3 separate regions of the Mus musculus genome follow, and all the other regions are linked to region 1. The links are chromatin contacts, called in public promoter capture Hi-C and targeted proximity ligation maps. All regions are on one chromosome and are shown on one strand. The core of a region is the stretch at or near the end of the contact, and the rest is flanking DNA. Distances in the headings are between cores, read along the strand shown. Region 1 holds the start of Ostf1 (osteoclast stimulating factor 1). Region 2 has its middle 110 kb from the start of Gcnt1. Region 3 holds the start of Gcnt1 (glucosaminyl (N-acetyl) transferase 1, core 2).

Region 1 (4,093 bases), core at 1,023-3,522:
TCTCCCTCTCCCCCAACTCTCTCTGATAATTTGAATGTTTAGAAATATTTTGGAGAAGAGAGAGGGTGTAAACAAAGCAGCAAGTGACAAATTAAAACTTAGATATAGTCTCAGGAATGCCCAGCTTCTTTGGAGACCTTCATCCCCGTGACTTGCCAAGGGAAGAAAGCACAGTACACCTGCTGTACCCTAACCAGGGGTGTTCAGCATGGCTGTGCATAAAGCAGTCTGGCTGGGGGCCAGAAACCTGGTTCTTTGAGATTCCTATCCAGTTGTAAAATATTCAGGGCTCCTCACACAGGAGCAAAGCACAAATCCTGGAGTCAAACATCTGAGTTGCACTCCTCTATGACCCATACATCACCACCCCATTGCTGAGAGGAGATGAGTTAACTTGTTGTGCCTACTCCCCCTGGACACTGGGAATAAAAAAACAGTTACTGACCTGGTAGGTTACTGAGAAGTGAATGAATTCAAACACGTATGTGTGACTAGACAAGCGCCTAGCACACAGTACATGTGGGACAGTATGAAAATAAAACTTTCTGTTTTCAAGTAAGCAAGCACAAAGCTTAAGTCCTACTGACACTAATATTTCTCATTATCCATTACTAGGTAAATAAACCGACTTTCATGGCAACTCTATGTTTGGGCCTCACTTATAAATCCAAAGTGAAGTCAAAGTTCTCTCTAAATAGTAAAAATGTTTAGCCATGTGTTTTCTGGTTTGCTGGAGAGGAAAAGGCAGAGATGTAAACAACAAAACTGGTTCCCAGAGCAAACCTCGACTTAGTAACAGGCTGGGTCCTAAACCACACCCAAGGGTGCATGAACACACAAGTTCACAATCACGTACACAGGGGCAGGCTCCTGCCAACACTCACAGACTCAACACTGACTTCACTTTTACTGTGTCTGGGGGAATGAAAAACTTCACGAACCGATTCTCGGCACATTCTTCAAAATCAAGAGCTTTGTTCAGCCATCAAAGAACTCAGCTTAGTTGGACCCTCGAGGTACTTACTGACTTACAGCAGAGTTTACAAAACTGCCACCTCATACATCCGCATCTAAATTGCAAATTGCAAACTTCTCAGATTTCACGTCGAGGGCAGCCTCAACCAGCACCCGCCCAGCCTCTGCTCAGGCCAAAGCCAGTCTGAGCCACTTCCTTCATATTCCGGCCCTACAGAATTTACGTCGACAGCGAATGCCTGTTTCACAAATATGTGTGCATTATTTTCAAAGTCAGGGGCTTGATGCTGCCACAAAAGAAGGAAACTGGATAATTATTGAAGTTGAAGTGACTGTCACTTTAGTAAAACAAACAAACAAGCAAAGCAAAACCAATAAAACAACCTCAAGGGCAAAAAAAAAAAAAAAAAAAAATCACTGAAGCAGCAGCATAAGCAGCTATAAAAGTTGATGTAAATGGCTTTCAGCCTTTGTAATACCAAAGCTGCAGGAGATTAGGAAAAGGGGTCTGGGAATTCATCAAACATTCATCTCCCATTTTTTTACGATCCCTGTCAATTCCCTATCCAAATGAAAATTCCCACGAGTTTATTTAGTCTCGTTTCTCCATATCACAGAAAACACTCTAAGAACAACGTTTTTAAAAGTGAACCAGGAAGGGCGGTCAAGAAAACTGCTTTGAGGAACTTCGTACTCTCTCCAGTTTAGTTCGCGAGAGTCACCCTAAGCAAAAACACTAGGATGCATGACAGAGCGACACTGCCTAAAGCTAGGAGCCGAGAGGGTTGCAGCCCGGCTGTCCCGCTGGCAGCGCCCGAGCAGCTCTCCAAAGCTCCCGGGAGACCTCGGGTCCCTGGCCCGCTCCAGCCCGGGCGCAAACCCCACCCAGCCGCAGCGCACTTCCCGTTCGCCTGCCGGTCAAGAACTCCAACTTGACAGCGACAGGGCGAAATATGAGGAAGTGGCCGCGACCGAGGTGCTGCCACCACACCGCTAGAACGTCCTGGCGAGCCGTGTGGACAGAGTCCGAGGACGCTCCTCGGGAACTCGAGCACCGGGTCCCGCAGCCTGGAGACCCGCACGCGCAGCGCACACCACTCTTACCTGGTTTGACCGGTTTGGGAGGTGGCTTGGACATGGCGCTACACGGAGCGACCAGGCTCAGCCGCGGGAGCCCCACACGCACACGAGAACTGGGCGCCAAGCCTGCGCTGGCCGCGGCCGCTCCGGATCCGCGCGCAACCCGATGCGGGACACTCGGACCAGCGAGCTCCGCAGACAGCCCGGCCTTCCCACCAGGAAGTGGCCGCGCCTCGCCGGCTGCTGATTGGCTGCGGCGGGGAGCCCGGCCGAACCTCAGAGGTCCAGCCTGCTCCGGCACGCCGGAGCCCCGCCTTTCTCTTGGGGGAGGAGCTTTACAGTAGCCACGCCCTCAGGCCCTGCGTAGGGGAGGCTATGAAAGCGCAGTGGACTTCGCTGCCTAGGTGAGCACCGGGCAGTGGTAGGCATGAAACGCTCTTGAAGCTTGCTCTGCGACCCTGCTGGGAAGGATTCGAACCCGCTTCGGTGAGTACCCACTGCCTGCTGCGTACACACGGCGAGGCCTGGGAATCTTCAAGAGTCTCCTTCGCTGTATGTACCAGGAACCTGATCGTGTCTAGGGAAACCGCGGTGGGACTTAGATGCTCCTAAAAAGCAACTAGACACTGCTAGCTGTAGGAGACCCCACATTTGCTAGCTGGAGAATCGGGTCTTGATCCCCCACGGGACAGGACAGCTTTTTCTACAGCATCTGGTTAACAAACTCCAACCCACTTGCTGCCTGGCTTTTATAAAGACTTCTAACAGTGCTTTTGGCGTTTTTTAAATAGCTGAGACAAAAGCATAGTATTTTGTGGCACACGAAAGTTAGGGGAAACTTAGATTTCCGTGACCATAAAATTTTATTAGAACACAGCATGCTCGTTTGCTTATGCATTGGCTTTCTTATTACAATTTCAGAGTTGAATAGTTACCCGCGAAGTCAAAACTATACTACTGGCTGGTACTTTATACAAGTTGCCCAACACGAGAGTTTATGTTCACACATAAGTAAACTCACAATGTCACAGTCAATATTATATGCCTATTGTATATTAGGGGTAATAAAAATGAAAATACTGGTTATGTAAGAAACTACAGGGTCAGCACAATGGTCCAGCTGCCCCTGCTGCCAAACCTGATGAGCAGAGTTCAGCCTCTAGCACCCACACTTTGGAAAGAGAACTCCCAGGAGACCTATGACCTGAGCATGTGTTCTGTGGTGAACCATGGCATGCACCTGCCCACACACATGCACCGCAACCTAGATACAAATGTAAGAAAGCAACTTTTTAAAAAAGAACCTCCACAAAATGGACCTTCAACATGTCTATTGAAGGTTAATTTACGGGGAAAAAAGTGACTGAAACTTCAAGGGGCAAAGGTTAGCAGGAGCTTGGTCATGGCTATGCCCCCAGGCCTTGCTTACCAGGAACTCTACCTGTGGGGGATTTCTGCTTACCAAAAGGGTTCAAAGTTGAAATTAGTCCTATTCATGGGAGCGTATCCAGATAACTGTAGCCTGAACCTCACGGAAGTCCTGAAACCTGGGCCTTGAAGTCATCTGAAGAGCATGTGTGTTTGCTCTTGTGTTTCTCAGATTTGATTGATGGTGGAGTTCTTGCCGCCTGCTGACTCTTCCCATCCTCCTGGGAATCATTCTGTGCTTTAGAAGTCTCTGTTCAGAGTGGAATAGATTGAATATAAACATAAGCCAACTATGAAGAAGATTTAACATTTCACTGGGATTAAATCAAAGATAGTTTTAAACAATTCTGCGTATGAGCCAGTCTTGGCGAGGCTTGCCTATGATCCCAGTACTTTTAGGAAGGTAGCTTTGCCACAGAGGCAGCCGTGGCTGTGTGGCAAGTTCCTGACCAGCCTGGACTCTGCATAGTGAGATTCTGTCTCAACAGATAAATAATATAACAAATAAGAATGATAAGTAAGTGTGAAAAAGATAAATGGCTCATTTAAGGTTTGCTCCTCTCCCATCTTGTTCTTCTCCCTCTCTGTGGAAAGGATACTAGCGGCCAAG
Region 2 (4,093 bases), core at 757-3,256, 1.4 Mb before region 1:
TCTATCTATCTATCTATCTATCTATCTATCTATCTATCTATCTATCTATGTGTGTGCATGTTCATGATCTCGCATGCACGTACCATAGTGTGCCTGTACCACAGTGTGCCTGTGAAGGTCACAGGACAACCTGTGTGAACACGTTCTCTCCTTCTACCGTACTAGTCCCTGGAATTAAACTCAGATTATCGGGCTTGGCTGCAGACACCTTTACCCACTAAGTCATCTTGCCAGCTGCACATCAACTTCAAATGCAAATAATATGAACGGTTAATTTGCAAGCGGAAGTATTGAGTTTCCACGTCATTATGTGATCTCATTGACTGAGTTGCTGCATTCACACACGTGCATTGTGTTCCTACCAGAGCAACAGAAACACTGAACAAAACGACACACTGGCTTTTATTTCAGCCACAGCAAGCATGTTCACCAGTCATGCTTCCTAATGCGTGAACCAGGAAGAAGTGGAGGGAATGAAATATGACTTCCTTCTGGGCATCGTTTGCAGTAGATGACTAATATAGGAAAATAACCCAGAAGGGATAGAATCTCGTCTGTCATTTGCATTCCCTGGGACACTGAACACTGCTGTTTTGTGACGCCTGTGTTAAGCATGGCCTCTTCATATGGTCAGGGTCTGTGTCCTCAGCCTTTCTAAGTCACTGCCGCAGCACATCAACATGACATCTCTCCGAAACACTCTTAAGTGTTCCATTCACAGGGGCATCTTCAACACTGTGGAATCAGGGTAGTGATGAGGAAGGAGAGCAGCCCCGACAGAGAGCCAGGGAAGAAGTTACAAAATGGTTGCAACATCGGCATGTGAGGAAAACGAGAGGGCAAGGAGGAAAACTGGAAACCCCTGCAGCATTCACTGGTACAGAGGCACTCCAGAGTGTATGACCCAATACCCATCATAATCCTAAAGGGCTCAACTTTTCATAGAGATTTAAGGTGTTAGAGACATGTATAAGTGAAGTTCTATGTAGAACTACACACAACACATAGAGTACATATAAGAAAACTCATGCTGTGGAAACAACCCCTGAACCTTTATGACATTGGAGCCTCCACCCTTACTACTAAGTAACTCCAGTTTTCCTCTTCCTCCAACCTGCTTCCTCCCTAAGAAGTATATATATATGTGTGTGTGTGTGTGTGTGTGTGTGTGTGTGTGTGTGTGTGTGTACTTTTAAGAAGTATTTTCTTTCTGAATACATTCTCCTGCCTTGCTTCATTTCTGATCTCAAATGGCCTTCACTCTATTCTGCATTTATTTGAGCCATTTCATGATTTAAAGAAGTTAGATGTTCTAGAAGTTTAGTGGGAGCCACCGTGAATGCAACCTGCTGTCCTGCGACCTCTGCTGTGACACCAGCTCGTCTGGACTCTCCTCCTTCCAGGCACGAACTGTGTATCCAGAAGCTGCAAACATAGCAACTTCAGCAGAGCATAGGAAGGCATCCCGCCCCTTCCTGCAGAGCATAGGAAGGCATCCCGCCCCTTCCTGCTCATGGCCCATGGCTCTAAGTTGCAGGTGTTACTCTACTAACTGCCCAGGCCATTGGCTTTCTTCCAGTGTGCTCAAAAAAATTGTTCCTTTTGTTGTTGTTGTTAGAAAAGGAGTAATAGCATGCTCCGTTTTTAAAAGAAAAAAGTATAAAAGAGAAATATTACTTTAAAATATATATAAATATATTTCTTGTCTCCTTCCTTCTATCCTCCATCCCTCCTTCCCTCCCTCCTTCCCTCCCTCCCTTCCTTCCTTCTTTCCTTCCTTCCTTCCTTTTCTCAACCAGTTTCCCCTCCCTCCTCTTCCCCCATTTTCTCCCCCATACCTTCCCTCTGCCCCACCCCTGCCCCCATCCACTCCTCCCCAGTTTCTCTTCAGAAACAGAGCCTACCTAGAACTTACTTAGGCCCTCTGCGTGTGTGTTATAGTTACGTAGCTCTGTCTTTTCCTGGGACTCCTAACAGTGGGAGCGAGGGCTGTCTCAGGCTCTTTTCTTTCCTCTTGTTGTGTTGCCTTGTCCAGCCTTAGCATAGGGGGAAGTGCCTGGTCTTACTGCGGCTTAACATGGCACGGTTGACTGAAATTTTACTTTTTTTACATTCAAGAAGTTCCTGAGACTAAAATGAGAAAAGAAATTCAGAACTCTCATGTCTCCTTTCACTTTCAATCTCAGAAATGAAATAGAATCACCCCTCGACTAAGGCGAAATTCACCCTCAGCTTGGAAGCCCTTTCGTTGCTCTTCTGGGTTACAAGCCAGGAAGATTTGGTGTTTTGAGATAAAAGCTTGCAGATCCCAGGTGGATCTCAAACCTGCTTTGTAGTCCTGGATCACCGTGAGCTTCTGATTCTCCTGCCTCCGCCTCTGGATGCTGGGATCACCGGCATGCAACACCACATCTGTATATGCAATATGGAGGACTGAAGGCAGGGCTTTGTGTGTGCCTGGCAAGCAAACTGTTAACCAAGTTACACCCCCAGGCCTGGGGACAGTCAGTCTTGCTTTCACAGTAATGGGACAGACAAGTGTGGGGAAAGCTTAGCAATTGAGGGCCCCTCTTAACTTGAGCTACATACACACATCTTTACCAACAATGCACTTAGCAATTTAAAACCCCCACGTGTGTCAAGCAGCACACACACACACACACACACACACACACACACACACACACACACATACACACACAGAGAGACCAAAACAAAGCACTCAGGACACTTTGACCTATAGTGCTTGCTGACACCCAAAAACTCCCCTTTTTATAGCCAAACACTTCCTGAAGCATCCTGGAATAGGGTGCGTAGGTTACTCTAGCCTGGGCTAGTTTTGGACACATGCACAGTAAAGAAAACTATGTCTTGTGAATGAACTTTTAGGGAAAATCGAATTATCATTGCTATGCTATTGTCAGTGACTACCCCAAGAGCCAAGCAACTGTCACCTTGGAGAGCTCAGCTCTGCCCTCTTGTCAAAGGATAATCCTAGCCGGAGTTAGCCATTTACACCCTCTCATGGAGGGGTGGGGAGGGTCACCAGACCCTCATCTGAGTATCTAACTGCTCCCAACCACCTATTGTACACAATTCCACCTTAATTGCTTGTGGCTTCTGGAAGGGACTGTAGAGTATACAGTCAGGGAATGGGATAGTGGGGGTTAGAGGACTCTGTCTATGTGGCTCCAGGGAAGCCCTCATTCCTGCAGGATAAAAGCTTTCCATGTCTTTCCTGTGGCAGGGAAGAACACTCACCTCCCCCCGCAGTTAACTCACAGAGCAAACTTTGGAAAAATTGTACCTCTGTCACTAGGACCTTACAAGGAGGGATTTATGTCATTTGTGTTTCTCCCTGGGAAAGAACTCTAGCAGCATTTTCCTATGCATGGTTGTGCAAGAATATTATTAAAATAAGATGCATCATGGAGGAAAGACCGTTTCAGTGAACAAAGGTCACCATAACTGAAGCCTGTCAATCAAGACAGAAGACCACGCATATTCAGTGCCTAGCAAGCAACGCCTGGACCCACAAAGAGGAAGCTCTGGCCAGGATCCAGAGCTCCTGAGGAAGTCTTGGTGCTTTCTTGCAGAGAATCTTGCCTAGGTTCTTGTTTGCTTCCAAATAAAAACCCTTGCTATTGTGCACACACACTTTTTGTGTGTTTCTTCAGTTCTTTGAATGGGACCCCAAGAATCTAGAAATATCTGGTCTAAACAGAGACCACCAGTAAAACAGTAGAAGTGCTCCAAGTTCTGTAAGGCAGTAAATTTAAAAAGGAAAAGAATAAGAAAAAAGAAAAACAGGAAAAAAATGAGAAAAGTTTTAAAAGACACCTGTTTTCTCTTTTAGGGAATAAGTTTCTTTTTAACTTATCAAAAGCACCCCAGTAACCAAGCCTTCGAGGATCCAGTGTTCCCTCAACAGTTGCTTTTAATCTGCCTGTACCTTTGTGGCATAAGGGCATCTCATTATTATTATTATTATTATTATTATTATTATTATTATTATTATTAAACTTTTTACAGTCATTACATTATTACCCCTCCTCCCAGTCCACCCTCTGACTGTTTCTCATCCCATATCTCC
Region 3 (4,093 bases), core at 540-3,039, 1.3 Mb before region 1:
TGACGTCCTGACCGAGAACTGTAAGCACATTGCTCATTTGTTAATATGAATACTAAAAATAGACCCAGGGATCCTTATCTGTCCATACACAAGGCTGCATTACTCAGTGCAGCTGAAATACTACACAGTCCGTAGCAAACAGCAGGTGTGCTACATATGCCTGAAATTCCAGCACTCAGGAAGCCGATCCAGACTCTGATGACAGCCTGAGCTGCACAGTGAGAACCTGTCTCCAACCAACTAACAGAAAACTGCCTCTGACATTCAGGAAAGACTTTCCAACAGTACTAACTTTTTTTCCTACCACCTAATTTCCTAATTAGCCATTGCTAAGAAAGCTAGATTTCCTCCCTTTAAAACCTGAAAAAGAAAGGAAGATGGAAGGAAGGAAAGAAGGAAGAAGGAAGGAAAAAGGAAAGCAGAGATACCTGTAGCTTTCCATCTTTCCAGAACTGAAACCTTCTTCCAATCCTCTGCAGAGGGGTCCCTGTCTACTAACAGATAATTTACTCTGATCTTTAAAACAAAACAAAACAAAACAAAACTGTCTACCCCTCCTCTTCCTTTCCAGAAGACAAACCCGCCTTTCAGAACAGCTCTAAATAGGGGCAGCAGGCCAGAGGAAGAAATCATATTGCTCCCCCACCACCACTCACCAAATTCAGGTCACAGCCCCACCCACCCTCCTTCTCAAGTCAACGCACCAGTGCTCTCTCTGAACACTACCTCCTACCTACCAGTTTGCCTCTAGCTCCATTATTTGTAACAAAGCAGTTCTCTTCTGCAGCGAAAAGGAAAGATAAAGAGTACACACCAAGCTGACACTTGTTTTTTTTTGCAGAGCCAAGCTCGGATCCTCCACTGGAGGATCCTCCACAGTTGCACGGGGAAAGGGGTTGCATTTTTTTATTCTGCACTGAAAGAACTAAGACTGGGAGCAGCTATGCGCATGAGATGGACTTCTTCTCACTCTTGAGGTGTGATGGCGCTCATCTTTAACCTTGGTAGACAGAAGCAGGAAGATCTCTTTGAGTTCGAAGCCACATGAAAGAGAGAAGGAATGAAGGAGGGAGGGAGGAAGGCAGAAAAAAAAAAGAAAAGAAAAAGTAATAACCCAAGAAAAAGCAAAAACTAAAGAACTAACATGTCTAAGAAGAATTACCCGTTTTTGTAACAGACCTGCAGCCCAAGGCAAGAGGAAGAGCGGCGACTGCTTGGACCCCAAACTGGCCAGTCTGTTTGCAATCACCCTAAAGTAGTCATTCTCTGCCCCAGCGTCGGCTTCTCGGTCGGCGCTCTAACAGGGAGTCACAAACGTCTCTACACTGGCCTGTGGCCTTACGAAGTTTAAGTCTTTGGCGCCCAAGACACCGTTCGTCTCTACTTTTCATGCCTGCAACCAACCCTGATTTCTAAGCCCTCACTCATTGCACCAGTCCGGGAAAGAGTGGTCAGAAAGTGACTTCTAGATGCCACGTGTGTATCCGCGTCCCACCGAAGGACCGGAAGGAGAGTGCTAAGAGGACTCCTGCTCCATCCTAGCCGGGTTCCCGAACCAAGCGCCCTCTCCCTGCTCCAGCACCACTGCCTCCTTGGTGCAGCCCGTCCCGCCCGTTAGATCCGGTTCGGTGCTGTCCAACTCTGCCGGGCAACCCCACCGCTGGCCCAGCCTAGGTTACCTGGAGCCTGTGCCTGCAGGGCGCACGAAACAGTGCTGGATCGGCTCGCCAAGCGGATACTGGCGCGCTCAGCCTTCTGCGCTCCAGACCTCCGAGCCAGCGCCACGCCCTAGGACCCACCCTCGAGACCACGCCCCCAGGCCCACCCTTAAGACCACGCCCCCGGTTCCACTTCGCCCACCTGCGGCCACCGCTCGAGGTGAGGGCGCCCTCTGGGAGTTGCAGTTGTCCGGGAAGAAAACTAGAATCCAAACTTCCTCTTGCTTCCTAAGAATTCTTGGTTCTCTGGGCCAAGGACAAGCTACCTGGATGGGATCTTTTAAGAACTTTTATGTCTTCTTCCTCTGAAGCAGGAAATGTGCCAACTGTTGTCCTGTCTGATCTTAAAAATAAGTAAAAAGTTAAAATGCCCAACGTGTTTATACTGCATCAACTTTAGAGTCGCCCATGCCTTATCATTTTCTAGATAAACCTTGTATCTCATTTTGTGTTACCAGAATGTCAGAATTTATTGAATAACCAATATATTCACAAGCAATGTCAGTTTTTTGGTTGCAGCTTGCCAAGTAATCCTGATTTTACTTGAAAGCTGGTTCCTCTTTCGCACTTTAATTCGTAGTACTAACTCACTTTACACGTTATGCTTTACATAGTAAACAATACACAAATATACAGATTAGAGAAACTACAAGTTTGCAAGCATGTGGGTCTCAGGTGAGCATGCTTAGTGCCCCTCAAGGATAGAAGACATTATCCGTGGGAGTGTAGAAAGCAAGGCTGAGCTGTCTTGGAAGCACCAATCTGTGAAATTCACCCTCTTGGGCTGTAGATCTGAAGAGGTTGCCCCAAGGACTGCCCGCAACAGAACAGAACAGGAGATAGTGGTGTCTACTGAGTGGAACAATAACACCCCAGTTCATGCCAACTCCAGCCCCATGTGTCCTTTCTGCTAAGCTTGGCCCCTTCCTCTCTTCTATTCTAGGGGTTGACTCTTGGAAGATTGCTTTGTTTGCCTTGTCCCTGTTCCCTGCCCCTCCCCCTTTCCCTGGAGTCTTCCAGGGGAAAGCAACATCAGCTCTGGCCACCTGCAGAAACAATGAACTGGGAGTTAATGATTCCTTCCTTCAACCTCGACCCTTTCCTTAAGAGATTTCCCCTCCAGTGACAGTTTTCGCTCTCTTGCTCTAATTTTATGCAGAAAAGTAATGTTATAATGCATTCTAAGTTTAATTCCATTATTATTTTATGTGCATGGATGTGTTGTGTGTCTGTATGTTCATCACATGCATACAGTGCCCTCTGAGGCCATTGGTCCTCTCAAACTGGAGTTACAGATGGCTGTGAGTCTCCCTGCGGGTGGTAGAAATTGAACTGGGATCATCTAGAAGACCAGCCACACTTCCAGCTCCTTTTATAGTGGATTATGTGTTAGGTCTAGAACAGAGAAAGGACATGAGCCCTTTCCCACATGAGGTTTATGATTTATTTTGTCATGCACACGGAATGTCAGGATGTGACATCTGAACGTCAGCCTGTCATTTGTTTTCATGAGAAAGAGCTGTCTCCCCCATCCTTTCTGGACTAATCTGCCCTGCAGAGGTTTATCCTATGTAGTTTAAGTGTGTTTTGAGCTGTCAATATCTATAAGAATCACACACACACACACACACACACACACACACACCTCTTCCTTTTCCGTTGTGTTGTTTTCTGTTTGTTTGGTTTCAGTTGGGTACTGTAATGGAAACCAGGGACTTAGGCATGTTAAGCAAATGCTTTGATTATTTGAGCTACACCACTGAGTCAGCCTCTGACCTTCTAACTTTAATGTGCATTGTCAGCTTTTAGAATAAGTCTAAGGCTGGAGAGTACTTGTTCCTCTTGCAGAGGATTTGGGGTTGGTTTCTAGCACCCACATGGCAGCTCATAATCACCTGAAACTCCAGTTTCAGAGGATCTAGTACCCTCTTCTAGCTTCCACGTATACCAGACACACACAGTGCATACAGCTCACAGAAGCTGGGACCCTGGAGCACACGGCACAGCCTGTAGGCAGCTCAACAGGATGGAGAGTGTCCTTCTATGTACCTAGGTTGGTTTAAACCTCCTCCAGGCAGCTGGTCCGAGACTCAAGGGTCTTGGCAGCTCGGCTTCCTTTGAGAAGAGCATTCAGCTTCTATTGCTGAGTATGGCAAGGAGAGACACCTAGTGAATTTGCTCAGTCTGAGGGACTTCCTGCAGAAATTTTGAGTTGTTTACTTTCCAGTTTAAGGAGCTTCCCTGCAGGATGGAATGCTTCAATCTCAGAGGAAAGTAACTATTGCACAACACCTTGGTGAGCAGTGGGTCAGTGCTCTTAACCGATGAACCATTTCCTGGCCCCCCGTAAAACCTTTTATAAATATCATCAGAGA

The links. Promoter capture Hi-C pulls out the DNA fragments that hold promoters and counts their contacts.
Region 2: a contact with region 1 is called in a promoter capture Hi-C map of pre-B cells, with 4 times the contacts expected there. A contact is called at or near these places in 4 of 39 promoter capture datasets (the 3T3-L1 cell line, the C10 cell line, hippocampal neurons and 1 more) and 1 of 130 datasets of targeted methods (bone marrow-derived dendritic cells).
Region 3: a targeted proximity ligation map of trophoblast stem cells shows a contact between it and region 1, with 7 times the contacts expected there. A contact is called at or near these places in 4 of 39 promoter capture datasets (cranial neural crest, frontonasal cranial neural crest, hematopoietic stem and progenitor cells and 1 more) and 6 of 130 datasets of targeted methods (acute myeloid leukemia, bone marrow-derived dendritic cells, extraembryonic endoderm stem cells and 3 more).

The regions. Positions count from the first base shown.
Region 1 is chr19:18,629,541-18,633,633 of GRCm38.p6, forward strand. Ostf1 (osteoclast stimulating factor 1) reads right to left here and starts at 2,273. Exons shown (of 10, transcript NM_017375.3): 1 at 2,080-2,273. The coding sequence starts at 2,113. Nmrk1 (nicotinamide riboside kinase 1) reads left to right here and starts at 2,476. Exons shown (of 9, transcript NM_145497.2): 1 at 2,476-2,541.
Region 2 is chr19:17,249,540-17,253,632 of GRCm38.p6, forward strand. No RefSeq gene overlaps it. Among named protein-coding and RNA genes, the nearest start is that of Gcnt1, 110 kb to the right of the region's middle.
Region 3 is chr19:17,354,878-17,358,970 of GRCm38.p6, forward strand. It overlaps Gcnt1 (glucosaminyl (N-acetyl) transferase 1, core 2), which reads right to left and starts at 1,790. Exons shown (of 3, transcript NM_173442.5): 1 at 1,680-1,790.